2 separate regions of the Mus musculus genome follow, and region 1 is linked to region 2. The links are chromatin contacts, called in public HiChIP or PLAC-seq maps. All regions are on one chromosome and are shown on one strand. Each heading gives the region's core, a stretch centred on a gene start, on an enhancer-like site or on the middle of the called end of the contact. The rest is flanking DNA. Distances are from core to core; before and after follow the strand shown.

Region 1 (4,256 bases), core at 463-2,962, 130 kb before region 2:
GAGCCACGCTTCCTGCTCTGCTCTGCAGGTTTTCCCGGGGACAGTCCTTGCACTGTGTTTCCTGTTGACAGTGGAGAAGTCAGGTTTGGCCTTGGCACATCAACTGTAGTACACAACGCAGGGAAAAGCAAGTTAAGAAAAAACAAACACAGGCTAACAAATGTGTGGGGCTGTGGGGGGCGGGGGAGGACAACGACTCACAGCTCTAGCAAAAAATGCAAAAGTGGAGCAGACATGTTGGGCCTCAGATCCACATAGATTTCCCCCACTGGTCTTCCTTCTTATCTACCATTACTTTACCTGCCCAGGATGCTGAAATATCGTGCTGCCCTCACAAAGACACAAACACACACACACACACTTACACACATAACTAAAAATAAAAAAATCTTTTTGCAAGGAAGCGGTAGTGGGAGAGAGATGACTCATGATTAAGAGCATGGAGAGGGCCACTGGGCCAGTGGCATGGTGGTGCACACCTTTAATCCCAGCACTCAGGAGGCAGAGACAGGCAGAGCTCTGTGAAGTTGAATTCAGCCTGGTTTACAGTGTGAGTTCTAGGGCAACCAGAAAAAACTCTGTCTCAAAAATAAAAAGACAAAATAAAAGGGGGGCAAAATCTTCTTGCACTATTGAACCCTTAAAAAGAATTTTACAAATCAGGCCATCGCTTCAGACATTTTAATTGCCTTCTAAAAATAAGTGCAAAGCTAAAGATATATTAACATTTTAAAATACAGTTGCCTGGCTAGAGAGAGAGAGAGTTAAGAGCATCTGCTGCTCTTGCTAAGAATGAGTTCAGATCCCAGCGATCTATCAGGCAGCTCACAACAGCTCCAGAGATCTTGCGCCCTCTTCTGGCCTTACGGTGGATCTGCACTCATAAGTGCTCATACCTACAAAGTAACACACATATAAACATAGTTTATTTTTAATTAAAATATTAAAAAAAGAAACTGTATAAAAACCCCACACAGCTTTTAGGTAACTTAGAGTGTTAACAAAAACAAAAACACAAACAAAACGAAACAAAATCAAACAAAGCAATTCATTTAAGCACCTTGGTGCTGTCTTCCCATCTGATAAATCCATTGCCTCCTTAAACCCTGCTCAGCTGTCTAGCCCTCACTTGCTTTTCTGCAATGCACACATATACAAGCTTTACTGTTGATGTACAGAGCATTTTCTGAGACTTATTGTTAGTAATTGAGGCACGGGGGTGGGCGATGCTATGGTTCACTGGAGAAAGCCGTTTGCTAACTTAGCTAAATTCCCACACCCCACGTGGTGAATAGTCAACTCATGAAAGCTGTTCTATGACCTTGATGCGTGCTCTGGCATGTATACACACACACACACACACACACACACACACACAAATAAATATAATAATTAAGATTGGAGTAAATGAAACTATATTTGCTTTATCCAGTCATCAAGGGAAAATCAGAAAAGGTCTCTCACTGAACGTGAAACTCGATGATGTGACTAGACTGGCTGACCAGCAAATCCCCAGAATTCACACGTCTCTACAGCCCTCCTCCCACGTATTTTGAGAAAGGTATTTAAAAGCTGAAGATCTAGAGGAACTGTCTGGGACGGGTAAAGCTGCCCTTAGAAAACTGAGTGCCAAGAAGCGGGCCTCCCGCTCTCTCTTGGGGAGCTGGCAGGGTCACGCGCTGTCGGCGGGATGAACACGTGTGTTCTCGTGGTCACCAGGCAGAACAAACTTTGCTCTGGGTCAACGAAACCTTTCCGCATTCTCCCAGCCTGGCTGGTGGGAACGCTTCTGAATTAAGATGGGGGAGTGTTTATCACCAGTGCTTTGCATTTCCACTGGGGTCACCTTTTGTGCTGCTGGGAGATAAGAGAACTGAACCGTTGAGCTGATAAGAGGCGCAGGCTGTTGCGTTTCTCCAGATCGTCTCTGGATCTGAGAGAAATCTCGGAGAAATGTAAACAAAACCGCAGGTGCATTTGAATGTGAAACACATTCTCCAACAGAAGCCTCGCTTGAGTGAGCTGTCCCTTGCTGGAAACAATGGGCTGCTAATCCGGTGACTCGAGGCAGCCCGCTTGAAGTGTGTGTGATCCTGGAGGCCATTACAGCTGAAATGGAAATGCTAACTAACTGCCCACCTTCCCTATAATTTCTCGGGAAGCCGCAGCCGGCTGCGATGATAAGAGCTGCTTCCAGCCATTCGCCTTCCCTCCACAGAAACCTTGACAAGCCTTATGCAAAACACATTTTATTTTAAATCTAATCTCAGGTATTCTGCCATTGGAGTCTCTCTGTCTCTCTGAGAAATTAAAACCCGGAGATTCTAAGGAATTTACCCAAGGGGCAGTGCTGAGATCGAAGAACTGACACGGTCAGACTGAGAAAAATGCAGGCTGTCTTCACAATGCACTCTGGGAAATTTGGATCTGGACTTCAGAGTACCTTAGGTGATTTATTCCCCCTGACAAAAATCCAGATGAAAATTAATCTTCCTTTTACACAGAGTGTGGTCATTTTTCTACTCTGGAGAATGTTAAAGTAGGGGACATTCTTGGAATAAGAATGGCAAGCCCCCATTTCACTTAAAAGTTTCCCCAGTGTAGAAAAAAACTTTCTCATCTATGATCTCTGCTGGACAGCAATATGCCATCAAGGGTGGGCCAAAGGGCTGGTGGTGTAACTCAGGTAGCATGCTTGCCTAGCATGCACGACGCTCTAAGTATGATCCTCATTGCTCTATGGACCAGGCATGGAGCACATGTCCTTCACCCTAGCAATTAAGTAGAGGCAGGAGATTCGAAAGCCAGGGATATTCTTGGCTCCAAAACAAGTTCAAGGACAGCATAGTATACATTCCATCTTGTCTCAGTTAAAAATAAAAGTGTGTATGTTTCTGTGTGTGTTGGGAGCTGGAGAGATGACTCAACAGTTAAGAACACTGGCTGCTCTTCCGTAGGACCCAGGTTCAATTCCTAAGCCCCACATGGTGACCTCCAACCATCTGTAAACCCAGTTCCAGATGATCAAGTGCTCTCTTCTGGCTTCTGCTGCCATTGGGCAAGCACAAGGTACACAGATATGTGTGCACCTATGAAATGAAAATGATATTTATAAAGACAAGGAAGGAGCTAGAGAGATGGCTCAATTGATAAAATGTTTATCACACAAGCATGGGGTCTGAGGGTAACCCCCAGAACTCACACAAAGTGGGTGACACCCTGGGTGTCACCAAGGCTTTCACTGAAAGAAGGCAGAAATGGGTGGAGGCAGAGACAGGAGGGTCCCCGGAAGCTTTGGGGACAGCTGTCATAGCTTATGCAGTAAATAACAAGAGACTCTGTCTCAAACAAGGAAGATTAGAACCAACCCCAGAAGTTGTTCTCTGACCTCCACATGTGGGCCATGGCATGTGCACTTGCATGCACACACAGTAAGAATAATAATGGAGAGAGGGAGAGAGAGAGAGAGAGAGAGAGAGAGAGAAAGAGAGAGAGAGCCCACACTAGGCTCTGAATCCAGGAGAGGTCTGTGTGCCTATGGTGATCACTCAGGGGTCCACAATGGGATGGTAAAATTTTCCTCCAACTGAGATTCTCAACTGAGCTGTGGAGCCACCCTCACAGTTAAGAGGAGATGTTTAGCTAGATGCACTCAAGTAGCAGGGAGCTCCTTTGACTGGAATGATCTGATGATGGACCTCTGATCTCCACATGCCCACCAGCATCTTCAGGGCATGCAGAGGAAGTAATGCATGCCACTGTCAGAGAAAGGCCATCACTGGGACCCCTCCTATCATATTTTAAGAGACAGGCTAGGGGTAGACTGAGGCTTAGACCCCTACTACAGACCAATGGTCTGCATATAAACGGAAGTGAGAAATGTGGTATGCAGATGTTTATGGCTCTCTTGGACACTGGTGCTCAAGTTGCTCTGCTGTGGGTCAAATGTCAGAGGAGCCTCAGAAACTCAAAATCCAGGCTGGCATATCATGAAACCAAGTCGTTTGGCACTTGTAGCAGGCTAGAGACTATGAGTGCCTCCTGTTCACAGAACAAAGCACTGGTCCTGGTGCATTCCAGATGTGGCTCTATTGAGCAGGTCATCAAGGGCAGCCTATGTCACAGGAAGTGGTCCAAACTGATATTATACTACACTACACTAGCCCAAAAGACGATAACTATTTTAAGAAGCCTTGGAGGCTGGGATCTTGTGACCCACCATTTCCCTGTTTTGTTTTGTTTTGTTTTGTTTATAT
Region 2 (4,065 bases), core at 685-3,184:
CAAGAGCTCTTAACTGGCGAGAAACCCCTTAACCCTTCCCAACTCCCCCCCCCCCCCATTAACGTACCAGTGAGAGGACCTAGTGTATAAAAGCTCTTGCAATACAACCTGATGACCTGAGCCAGATTCCTCAAACCCACAGTGGAAGGAAAGAACAGATTCTTTTCTTTTGACCTCCAAGTAACTCCCCCCACATACACACTCCGGAGTAGGGATTCAAAGATAGAGGACTGTGCCTTATTTCACCAGGATCTGCACCCTGCTTGGTACAGATTGGCAGCAATCATCTCTCACACAATTATCTAAAATGCTTCCTGTCAGCATTTCCTCAAAAAAGAAAAAAACAGCACTTCCCATAGAGTGTTTTCTATATTAGGCTTTCTTTACACCCATCTATTATATCTGACTTTCTTTATATTTTTATGTCTAAAGATGTCTGGGCCTCACAGAGCCTGGGCTGGCCTGGAAGTTGGTATGCACCCTAGAATGACCTTGAACTGTAGCTCCCCTCTCTGTGGTGATGGGATTACATCATTCCTCCCAGCCCCCAACTCTGACAGGCTGTGTCTATCCCTTATTCATGCTTTCCCCCAAGCAAATACTTTCTTACACTTAATACAGATTTGCCGAGTAAATAACAACCTGCAGGTGAAGATAGTATCTCTTGTTCATTTCTCACCAAAGGGCTGCCCTCGCTGTAAGAGGCTAAGCTAGCCTTCCTGCACTGCAATCCTACACTCTCACCCAACAGACTGGGAAGCTAGCTCTCCTCGGGCAGGGCACAAAGGAGGCGGCTGCCTTCTACTTTAGTGAGGAGAATGCTTGGAATGCCAGACACACCCCAGTTTAAATTGCAAGCACACTTCTCTGGGCAAGGTCCAGGCCGATTTTTCCTTTCTTCCACTCCAAAGGCTAGTGCGGAATTCTAGTGATTGGCAGGCCATAGATACTGGTAGGCAAAAAACCCTAAAAACCAACCAACCAGACAGACAAAACTATAGATTGTTTTACTCATTCTATGAACTCACCGTAGACTTGTCGAACTGCTTAGGCTGTCAAGAAGTTCTTTTGGTTTTAAAGTAGATTTTGGGCTTAAAGTGAGTTGGCTCAGTGGTTTAAAGCGTTTGTTTCTCACACATAGGCCGTGAGTTTGATTTCCAGCACCCACCTGGTGGTTCATCATTCTCTGTAATTCCAGTCTCTGGGGATCTGGCCTCCTCCTATGTCCAAGGACAGCAGGCACTCACAAATGCACATACGTTCAGGAAAAAATAATATGTATAGGCAAAAAGACACATAAAATTTATCAATCTAAATTTCAAAAGTGCTTTAAAAACCTCTTAATGAGATTTGGGGCCTAGCAACCGATCCAAACACTTGGTAAGGTTTTGAAAGTGAAAAATAATTGTTTTGAGTCCTGGTCTCCTATAGCCTAGGCTGGTCTTGTCCTCCTTAGTACAGGCTTTGAGACCACACCCAGCTAGAAGTGTATGCCTAGGCGACTGTATTATAGAACATTCCATCTAGAAACAAATTTCAAAATAGCAATACTGATCCCAGGGGTAAAACAATCCCTTCTTTTCTAGACTTCCAAGCACAGTCACTAACATTCCTAAGCTGGGAGTTGGGGTGGGGAGGGAGCAACCCACCCAGAAGCAGTTTTGCTTCAGGAGATTCTAAAATCTCCTTATACACTTTTTTATATTAATTACTCAGATGCAAGCTTGTCTTCAAAAATAAAATCTGGTTAGTAGTAAGAGCGGATCGGTTTGCGGTGCTTGGTACTTTTTCTTGAAGTTGGAGGTGATGGCAGAGAGACCGTTCATCAGGAACTGGGCTGTTTACGGAGTAAACAAGCGGTAACCACAGAAACACCTGCTGCATCCAGAGGCGCTGCAGAGCCACGCCTCCTCAAGCCCACATCCGGGCACTCCGCCGACGTTCGCACGCTCCAGCCGTTTACCGGATTTGAAACACACTCACAACCAATCAGCCGGCGCCTCCCGAAGGCAGACGTTGGGATTGACCAATCGGCAGTCCGCCCGAGGTTCCAGCCTATCAAAAGGAGGTTGACAGAGCGCGCCAATCAGCATGGCTCTTAGAGAGAGCGACTGGATTTTTTTGAATCGGAGGCGGCAGCCTCTCTCGAGCCATGGCGGCGCCTGTGAGGGGGAGACTTAGTGTTTGAGAAGGATAAGCGAGGACTGCGCCGTCGTGGTTCCTTTTTAAAATCTCTGAGCGTGGTGAGGACTGCGGGGTGAGTGGGGGACGGGAAGGGATTCGGGAACCCGGAACTGAGCACGGGCCGTGGCGACCAAGGCCGGCGCCCCCGCCGCGGTGAGCTCCCACGGCTGCGTACCTGTCTGTCCCGCTCCCCTCCATCCTCCTTCCCCACATCCGCCTCCTGTCCTGCCCTCTGCTCTCGTCCCGGCCCTTCCTTGCGGGAGGCTGGGCTCTCTATCTATTCTGCTTCTGTCCGGCGCCTCAGGGTGAAGGGCGCAGTTGGGACCGGGATTTTGGCCTCCCGCCCGCCCGCCGCAGCCCCGAGCTGCCTTGATTGTTTTGTGGTTTCCCTCTGGAATTCCTGTAGAATTCCGATTTTCAATTTTTAAAAATATAAAACACAGGCCGCCCCGCCCCTTCCTGGCCACAGATGTGTGTGGTTAGCGGTTAACTTAGCTCCCTCAGTTAGACCCGGCTAGGAGTCGCTGTGTGAGCAACTTCCTTAGCCACAAACTGGATATGACAGTGACATTTGTCTTTTAGGATGGCTGCAAGCGTTAAAAAGTGGCAAGGGAAAGATTTAAGATAGTGACTAAAATATTGAGCTCTAAGTAAATGAGAATCGCTAATTGCACTGTTATCAATAACGTATACACTATTGTAGTTTGGGTTCCTTACTCTGGTGTGACGTGTTTATGGAAAAAAAAAAGGTTTATTTAAAAGAAAAGCTGAAATGACTATTTGTTTAAAAGAATCCATGTGTTTGTGAGACAAGATCTCAGGTACCCCAGCATAGACTTGAATTGTGGAGCCTAGGGTGACAAGGAACTCTGTCTGCCTCTACCCCCTCTTCTGGGTGCTCGGATTACAGGTGTACTTTCACCTTACCTGGTTTCTGAGGTGCCCGCGGATGACTTCATGCACACTGACTGCAGCTGAGTCACATCCCGAGTCAAAGATAGATTGTTTTTATGATCACGATTCCGTTGTGTTTATTTTTAAAAGGTCTGTAGAATATGTGAAAAGGAAGAAAGTGACCTGGTGCACTTAAGTTTGCGGTGATGTTGGGTGCTAGATGCTGGTTGTATCACTAGTGTAGCGTGTAGCTCTTTTGCTGTATATTATGGAGCTGTTTTGGTAATAAATGATCTGTGTATTTAAGCATTTCCAGTGTTTTGGGGTGTAGTGAGAAAGGGTTTAGTTATGTATCTCCTCCCTCTGTTTTGTGGGTGCTGGAATTTTAGGCCACACATTGTCAGTTGTTTGGTGATTTTTTTTTTTAAGAGGATCATGTAAACTAAAAGTATCCTTAAAGGTGCATTGTAAAGCTTTGGCACACAGTTGCACATAATTGTAGGCTGTGTTACCACACTTTTCCCCCTTTGGACTGGGAGATTGAAAAACAAATAAAAATACATGTTTTTTTTTTTTCTCCTGGAAAAAAAAGCAAACATGGTAGTGAACACTTCAGAAGGCTAAGGCATATTTGTTTGTTTGGGCAGGGATGCACTATAGCTCTGCTGGTCCTGGAATTCGCTGTGTAGACTAGACTGGCCTTGAACTCAGAGCTCCACCTGTGTCTGACTCCCAAGCTCTGAGATTAAAAACATGTGCCACTATACCTGACTCTTAGTTTTTTTTTTTAAAGGGGAAATTTTTTTTTTCTAAACATTGAAAATAGTTCTCTCCCTCCCTCCCTCCCTCCCTCCCTCCTTCTCTCCTTCTCTCCCTCTCTCCCTCTTTCCCTCTCCTGGTTTCCCCTTCCCCTCACTCCCTCTCCCCCTCTCATCTCACAGGTTCAAGCTTCTCTAATGGCTGATCAAGACACTGATTTATGGGTAT

The links. HiChIP or PLAC-seq counts read pairs in DNA pulled down with a chosen protein or histone mark.
Region 1: an H3K4me3 HiChIP or PLAC-seq map of intestinal villus epithelium shows a contact between it and region 2, with 5 read pairs. The contact joins the enhancer-like site here to the promoter of 1700125G22Rik in region 2. A contact is called at or near these places in 3 of 39 promoter capture datasets (the C10 cell line, macrophages and pre-B cells), 1 of 484 Hi-C or Micro-C datasets (the G1E-ER4 cell line), 5 of 115 datasets of contacts at active chromatin or transcription factors (embryonic stem cells, intestinal villus epithelium and pancreatic cancer cells) and 2 of 9 other capture datasets (adipose tissue and liver).

The regions. Positions count from the first base shown.
Region 1 is chr3:27,281,022-27,285,277 of GRCm38.p6, reverse strand. Gm42192 (a long non-coding RNA gene) reads right to left here. Exons shown (of 3, transcript XR_880703.2): 3 at 817-896. Among named protein-coding and RNA genes, the nearest start is that of Gm42192, 23 kb to the right of the region's middle. Within about 2 kb of position 1,712, at least 66 of the 459 cell types and tissues checked have an H3K27ac peak or open chromatin away from gene starts, as enhancers often do. A contact at or near this core is called in the G1E-ER4 cell line, adipose tissue, intestinal villus epithelium and 1 more, where this site is marked.
Region 2 is chr3:27,151,895-27,155,959 of GRCm38.p6, reverse strand. It overlaps 1700125G22Rik (RIKEN cDNA 1700125G22 gene), which reads right to left and starts at 1,934. Exons shown (of 3, transcript NR_040548.1): 1 at 1,650-1,934; 2 at 1,029-1,220. It overlaps Ect2 (ect2 oncogene), which reads left to right and starts at 2,082. Exons shown (of 24, transcript NM_001177626.1): 1 at 2,082-2,257.